2 separate regions of the Arachis hypogaea genome follow, and region 1 is linked to region 2. Evidence: chromatin contacts called from public Hi-C data. All regions are on one chromosome and are shown on one strand. The core of a region is the stretch at or near the end of the contact, and the rest is flanking DNA. Distances in the headings are between cores, read along the strand shown.

The links. A called contact is a pair of places that touch in the nucleus more often than the background predicts.
Region 1: a Hi-C map of leaf shows a contact between it and region 2, with 2.5 times the contacts expected there. The contact joins the promoter of LOC112763714 here to the promoter of LOC112766419 in region 2. A contact is called at or near these places in 3 of 8 Hi-C or Micro-C datasets (leaf and an unstated tissue).

The regions. Positions count from the first base shown.
Region 1 is chr17:116,124,513-116,128,477 of arahy.Tifrunner.gnm2.J5K5, reverse strand. It overlaps LOC112763714, which reads left to right and starts at 1,703. Exons shown (of 1, transcript XM_025809314.1): 1 at 1,703-2,116. The coding sequence starts at 1,703. The coding sequence ends at 2,116.
Region 2 is chr17:115,791,452-115,795,381 of arahy.Tifrunner.gnm2.J5K5, reverse strand. It overlaps LOC112766419, which reads right to left and starts at 1,902. Exons shown (of 6, transcript XM_072223358.1): 1 at 1,761-1,902; 2 at 1,586-1,643; 3 at 1,077-1,445; 4 at 260-600; 5 at 1-170. The coding sequence starts at 1,838. It overlaps LOC112764486, which reads left to right and starts at 1,902. Exons shown (of 4, transcript XM_025810124.2): 1 at 1,902-2,804; 2 at 2,923-3,277; 3 at 3,522-3,862. The coding sequence starts at 3,016.

The DNA of each region.
Region 1 (3,965 bases), core at 454-2,953, 330 kb before region 2:
ATTTTACAGGACATTATATACCACCTTGGGTTACGCACCAATGAAGAGCTAGTTGACGGCTGTTTGCAGGACTTTCAGACATGGTACCAACACCCCACTTGGAAATGGGTAAAAGAGCTCCTAGGTGCTAGGCCTCCGCACTTTCAGCAGCCGAGGGAGCAGAGGAATGAGTTGTTTTTCATCAAGCTGACGTGACTGAGGCAGAGGGTGCAGCATGTACCATCTAGCTCAGATCCTGTCACCCTCCGACAATACATGAGGTGTTATATTCTGTTACTAATCGGGAGTTACCTGAAAACAGATAAGTCAAATAATCCGGTGTTACATTCTATTACACGTATCTCGTTTACACTATAAACGAGATAAGACATAAGAAGGTAGATGTGTATATTTCATTTACAGTGTAAACGAGATATGTGAAGATAAATGACATTTACAATGTAAACAAGATACGTTTCGACAAATTTTCAACAGCTATAAAAGGATGTGTAACCCTTTGTATTATCCACCAACATTTCACTTCTTCTTCTCTTCCGTTTTTCTTCCAAAAAATAAGCCAAAATGTCTAGTAGTAGTGGATATGTGATTGTAAGTGTGTATTCCAATTTCCATATGAGAGAATCTCATTTTGTTGCGTACCTGGCAAGTAAGTTTTTTGTCAGAGCTGAAAAGTCTAATATTGGGTAGCATTGGTGGTAGTGGGAGAAAAAAGATCGGAAGAATGGGGTATTGGTTGCTAGCACCGTAGAAAATAGAGTTTTTTAGTTTCATCTGTTTTGACTCCATGGAGTCGAGCATGTGTGCCTCATGTTTGACATCCATAGGAGAATCATGGTGGAACAAGTGATGGAACTTTCTGTAGAGGTAGGCGATGTCTATGGCGGTGGATTTAGCCAGTCGGATTTTGTGCAGGACGACCCTCCTCTCGTACCACCACTGCTACACTTTACTAGTCCAGTGGAAAACATGGACATTGATGGTGAGGACTCCGACGAGGAGTATGTTGCAAATAGCAACGACAGTAGTTCTTCTGAAGATGATGATGAAGAGAAATTTGTACCAGAGACGCCGGTCAAGCCATCAATTCGGTATTTTCTGCCCTCCCCGCACCCAATTCTGACCTTATCAGTTGTATTCAGTCACTATCATACATTAGATCTGGACGGGATGCATGAGAAAACTCCATTTTCCAACACGGGTGAAGACGATTACAACTTAGACAGTGGTGTAGAGTTTTGTGTTGGCCACAAGTTCAAAAGTAGATATGCAGTAATGCAGGGTGTGAAGAATTACAATATTCGCAGAAGTGCTGAGTACCGAGTTGTGGAGTCAGATCGATTAAAGTACCATGTGCATTGCTGGCAATATGCAGCAGGCTGCCCTTGGAGTCTCCTTGTTCCCCTCCGACAGAATCTTTGATATTGATGAGTTCAGGTTTAACCGTGGTGTATTTTCTCATTTATAATTATTATATTTGAATTAAATGCCAACCATGTATGTGTTATGTCGTTAGGGAGGTGCGTAAGGTTGGAGGAGCACACATGTGTTTAGCACCCATCAGGTCCCAAGACTATAGACAGTTGGATAGCAACCTCATCTGCCGTGTCATTCTGCCATTGATACAATCCAGCCCATCCATCAGCATCCCCGTTCTACAAGGTGCAGTTAGGCAAAGCTATCACCCTCGTACAGAAAGATCTGGATGGCGAAGCAAAAGGATGTTGCACAAATATATTGTGGGTGGGAGGAGTCATACAATAAGGTGCCGAGATTGCTGCAAGCACTGCAGAGTTATTATCCTGGAACGATATGTGAGTTCAGGGCTGTACCGTACTATGATGGGCACCTTATGGTGCATGACTGTAGCATGTTTGATAAAGTATTTTGGGTCTTCCCTGCTTATGTGGAGGCTTTCAAGCATTGCAATCCGTTCGTCTCTATCGACGGCACGCTGTATGGTAAATATTGTGGTGTTTTGCTTATTGCAGTGGCACAAGACGGTAACAGTAATATCCTTCATGTAGCCTTTGCAATTGTTGAGTCTGAGACCACAGAGTCCTGGTCTTTCTTCCTCACCAATCTGAGACAACATGTGGCCCACAGGATGGCCTATTAATTATTTCTGATAGATCTCAGGCTATCAAGGCTACACTGAGAGGCGATGATAGTGGTTGGTAGCTTTATAGAGCGTTCATGCTTATTGTGTCAAGAACATGGCGGCAAACTTTATGTCTTGTTTAAAGTTTTCTGAGGGAAAGAAATATCTCATAAATGCTACTTATAGTCCAAGCAAAGCTAGGTACGAGTAGTACATGGATGCCTTGAGAGGTTTGTCATGAGAGATGGCAGACTGGGCTGGTAGGTTCAACAAAGAGATCTGGCTACAACACTGCGATAGCGATCGCTGATTTGGGCACATGACAACGAACCTCTTCGAATTCATGAATGCAGTACTTAAGGATACACGTTATTTACCGATTTCAGCCATTGTGCGATGCACCTATGAGAGGATGCAGTAGTTGTTCGTCAAGAAGGGAAGGGAGGCACAAGTACAACTGGGGGCGGGGAATCAATTTTTCCAATGGCTGAATGTTGCTATTGAGAAGTTAAGAGAAAGGATCTCGAAGATGTGCGTTACTCACTACGATAGACAAGCTTCAGTGTTTGTGGTTGAGGAGTTAAAGCCTTTCGAGGGTTGGTCGCAAAGTTTGTTCCGTGTTCGGTTGATGGCAGACGTGTGACTGTGGCCTTTTCCAGTCACTGCATTTTTCATGTCGTCATGCGCTTGCCGCCTATGCCATCGCAAGTGTCGAATGGGGTCCTTATGTGCATCCAGTGTATAGGTAGGAGGCTGCATTCAAGGTGTATGAGGTGGAGTTCCCACTTATACCAGACGAAAATCTTTAGCCGGAGTGATATGGAACACAGCTGCGTCCTAGTCCATCCATGTGCAGGAAGGCTATTGGGAGACATCCACCAGGTTTCGTAATGAGATGGATGAGGGTGAGCGCCAAGAGAAGAGGTGTGGTCTATCTAGACAATTCAGGCATACTCAGAAAGGCTATCCGAATCAACCTACAGACGAGGCTTAGTTTAGTATCACATCTTTGTTCGTCTTTATTAAGTAAAAACATTTACTTAATAAATTAACTTAAATAAAAAATTTTATTTAATTAATTAATAACTAAATTAATACCATGTAGTTAATAAATTAATTTAAATAAAAATATTGACTTAAATAATTAATAACTAAATTGATAAACATGTAGTTAATTATAACTAAATTACTAAATATCTAGTTAATAAATTAATTTAACTAAAAATATTTACTTAAATGATTAATAACTTAATCACCCAACATTTACCTAACAACTTACTTCAAATAAAAACAAAATGAATAACTTAAGAACATAATTTAACTAATACCTAAAATCATACCTATCAACCCTTCCTAACAATATATTCATCCACCAAACATGTGTTGTATACTAAAACTATAAAAGTATTCTAAGTATAGCTACACATACATACTCTGACATAAACAGAAAGAAAACAACACTAATCTCAAAGTCAGCTGCCCCTGCGATGTGCAATATCACGTTCAGTCAGTTGATATCCAGATCATGTACATCTACACGCGCCATGCTCGCCGAGTAAGTTGATAATATCGTTGTAAGAGGGTAGAAATTGGAGAAAAGTTGAAGAAATGGACGAAAACTTATCCAAATGGCGCCGTAAACGAATTGTATATATAGACTGCATTTAGTCTTGTAAACGAAATAAGATTGTACGTATCTCGTTTACACTGTAAACGAGATACGACCGTTACACACCACGTGTATAAAACATGATACGATCATGTTGTTTTGTGCCTTATCTCCTTTACGGTGTAAACGAGATGCGTGCAATTTTATTTCGTTTTTACTATAAACGAGATAAGAAATATGATGAATTTTGGTAAAACT
Region 2 (3,930 bases), core at 653-3,152:
GTCATCAATGACCAAATGCACAAAATCGCCAGTGCTTGGAAGGTTACCATCATTGCAAATAAAGCTCCAGTTCGTTCCAGCACTTCTGGTGTCAAAGCAAGTCCCTTCAAAGAGAACATCAACCTCTCCGCAAAATTAGCTGCCCTTGTAAGCTGATACAGTCTGAATAACTGTCAAACCAATTGATCAATGTTAGCTAAAAATCAATGTGAAAATTGCAAGAGAGCGCACGCACACATATATAAATAAATAAATAAACCTCGAAGATAATTGGGACTAGGGGCCAGCATGATGTCCGACGCTTGTCCAAAAATCTCTCAAATGCAATTTGAGCAACACAGCCGACTAAAAAGGGGGTTATAGCCACAACAGTTGCCATGGGAATCACTGGTGAAGTCATCCACAGAAGAGCGAGAGGAACAACAATCTTCAAACCCATTGTGAAGGCGGCAGAGTGACGGTATCCTCTGAGGCCGGTGATCAGATCCCATCTTTTTGAGCTATACTCCAAATATGGCCTCTGGACGCGATCAGTCACAAGCAGAAATATTGCAAGTCCAATGTAGAATGTGGCCTCAACAAAGAATGAACTCATAACATCTGCAGTTTGTTGGCAGCAGAAATGTGTATAAAGAGATACTTCTCACCAACATCTAACAATTTTCCTACATACAAATCCAGAAAATATAATCCAAAAGAATGTGCAATAACATGTCCACAATCCCATGGGATCAACACTTCACGTATCTTGTGATTTCCTCTTAAGAATTTCTTAGCTATTCAAGTAACTAACTAAACTATCTAAGTTCTTTGACTTTTTCTTCCCCTGATGTTACCTTGACATTGAAGGTTAGGTTATTTATTCATAGTATTTGAAGTTCAAACAGAACTAGAGATTGCATCGGCATTAAGAAATATGATTACTTGAAAGAAATTATGGTTTTTATCTTGGGTTTTCAGCCTGCAACTATATGTCTATATCAGGCCAATAACTATAAACTTCCTGTTGACAGAATCAACACATGAATAATAATATGCAAAGAAAGTAAGAAAAATGCAAAGGTCAAGAAATATACCTACTAGGATCACATCGTTAAAGAAAGTTTCAACTACATTTCCAATAAAGAACTGTGGCAAAATCAAAGAGGATATGAGCACAACAGGAGCTAAAAGCCAGAAGTATGAGCTTTCCTCTTTTTCAAAGGGTGCAGATTCCAACTTCCCTTCTTCAACAGACTGGAATGTAATACCGTAGAACGAAACAGAGCCTGGTTTACCTCGAAATGGTTCTATCCCATTATAACTAGTAACCGCTACACTAGAATTTCGGTTTGGGCGAACCTCCAACCCACCATTTACATTTGAATCAGAAGCGTGCATTAGAAGAGGCCTTTGGAATCTATCCAATTCCAAATATGGAGGCCCTTTACTCACCCATTTCAAACCTGAAATCAAAGAGTTTCTATGCTGAATGATTTTGATGTAAATGCTAAACAACAAATTCAATAGAAAAAAATAATCTTAGAAACTGAAACAGTAGAATGCAGTGAAATTAGTGGGAGAAAGAAGAAGAAGAAGAACGTACATTTGGATGTGTCTGCAAACCGAAATCCGAATGGGGCGCGGGTTCGAAGCGCTTGTGACTGCCAAGAAACGGTGACAAGTGAAAAAAAAATGAGAAAAAAGGAAGAGAAGAGTTGCTATGGAAAGATGAGAAATTGATAGGGAGGCGTGGATTAAGTTTTACAATATGAACGTACTGAGGTTAAACGACGATGATGATTAGAGAATTGGAGAGGCTGAGAGGTAAGACCACAACAAAGGGTTCGAAGTTCCATCCCTTCTTCCACCTTAACCCCTTACCTTACTATCCTCACTCAGTCGTTAGTCCGATACTTTCAAGTTTCAGTTCTAGTGTTTACTAGTACCATTGTAAAACTTTTCTCACCCAACAAATTTTATTAAATTTAAATTAAAAATTATTTATAGTTACTTCAAATAGGGATTTTACTTGTCGATTTTTCGTGCAAAATTTTTAATTTAAATTTGTATGCTTTCAATCATGTTGGTACTAAGAGTTATAGTTCAAATTATATATTTTTTTTATATTTTCTTAGAAATTGCAAATTCAAATTTCATTATTTTTGAAAAAAAAATCATGTTTGTGTTAGAAAATTTTATTATCCTAAAAGATTTCAAAAATAGTAAAAACTTAGGTATAGTAATTTTTAAATAGAGTTAATGATTTAAAATTATTAATTGATAATATAATTAGGTATATTAAATTATTTAATTATTAATTTTATATATTGATTAATTTATCTATTATTTAAAAATAATTAATTTATTTAAAATTTTTTATTACATATTTAATTATTTTATAATAAAATTTATTAAAAATTTATTTAAGTATTAAGAAATATTGACGAAAACCATTTTCAAAAATTTTTAAGATAATAAAAAATTTAATTTTTATAAGACTTTTCTTTTGGGGTGTAGATAATGGACAGAGACGAAAAACAAATTTGCTTTCTTGACATTACTGTGCCCGTGAATTACTTACGGCAAGTGAATGGTGACAGGGGTGAGGGAGTGAGAGGTTTAAGGTGGCAAAGCTCGTTGTTTTCTAAAACCCTAAATTGAAGGGATGGAACTTGGTGCCCTTTGCTGTAGTCTTCCCTCTCAACCTCTCCAATTCTCTAATCGCCGTATTATCTCAGTGAGTAGTAATCCACAAGCGCCTGGAACTCGCACCACATTCAGATTTCAGACACCAAGTTTGAGCTTTGCATGCGCGTCCAAATGTACACCTTTTTTTTTCTCTCTTTTTATTGCATTGCTTATGCGCTGCGTTGAAATAAAATACTAACATAAATAAATAAATGAGCTGAGTTTTTTCTTCTTCTTTTTTTTTTTTTGTAGCGTTTTGGGTCTCCCAAGTCCCAATCATTCATCAAATTTAACATTTTGATTTCAGGTTTGAAGTGGGTAGATACATGGCCTTCAATTTCTCTTATGCATGCATCTGATTCTAATGTATTTGTTACTTCTGATGATGAGGTGGAGCTAGTAAGTGGTAAATCAGGCTCCTGTTCTTTTCATGGGATGACATTCCCGTCGGTAGAAGGAGGAAAATCGAAAAATGCCTCCTTTGAAAAAAAGGACAACTCTTTTTTCTGGCTTTTAGCTCCTGCTGCATTCATATCCTGTTTGATTCTGCCGCGATTTTTTCTCAGGGATGTGGTTGAGGCTTTCATTAAGGATCCGAGACTAGTAGGTAAAAGAACTTTGTGCCTTCTGTTAAATGTGTTTGAGTTAAGACCTATTACCTTTCTGTCTCGTGCTTGAAATTGGGTTGTTTGAAAGTAGAATTGTCACAGTTACTTGATCTTGTTGATAGAAAACTATTGACTGCCATCTCATTATTTCTATTATACTTGTACTCTGGGTTTTGTTTTTTGAAAACTTGTATAGGATGGGAGAGAAGTTTTATTTTATACACATTTGTTAATATGTTGCAGATATTGTGAGTTCATTATTTTCCGAGATCTTGTTCTACATTGGATTTGCTACATTTCTGCTCGTGGCTGATAATGTCCAGAATCCTTATTTGGAGTTTAGCTCAAAAAGATGGGGTCTCATCACTGGCCTCAAAGGATACCTATACTCTGCCATCTTCACAACGGGTCTGAAGATTATTGTTCCTGTCCTTCTGTTGTACATGACCTGGTCAGTGGTTTCCCTGGAAGCTATTGTGACTATAGGTCCATTTTTAGTTGGTTGTGTTGCTCAAATTGCGTTCGAGACATATTTGAACCAACGCGAGTCATCTTGCTGGCCTATAGTCCCAATTATATTTGAGGTTTGTCTGTTTAATGAGATTCCTTTTCTGCCTGATGAGCGGAGAGTATACTTGAAAAATTAAAACCT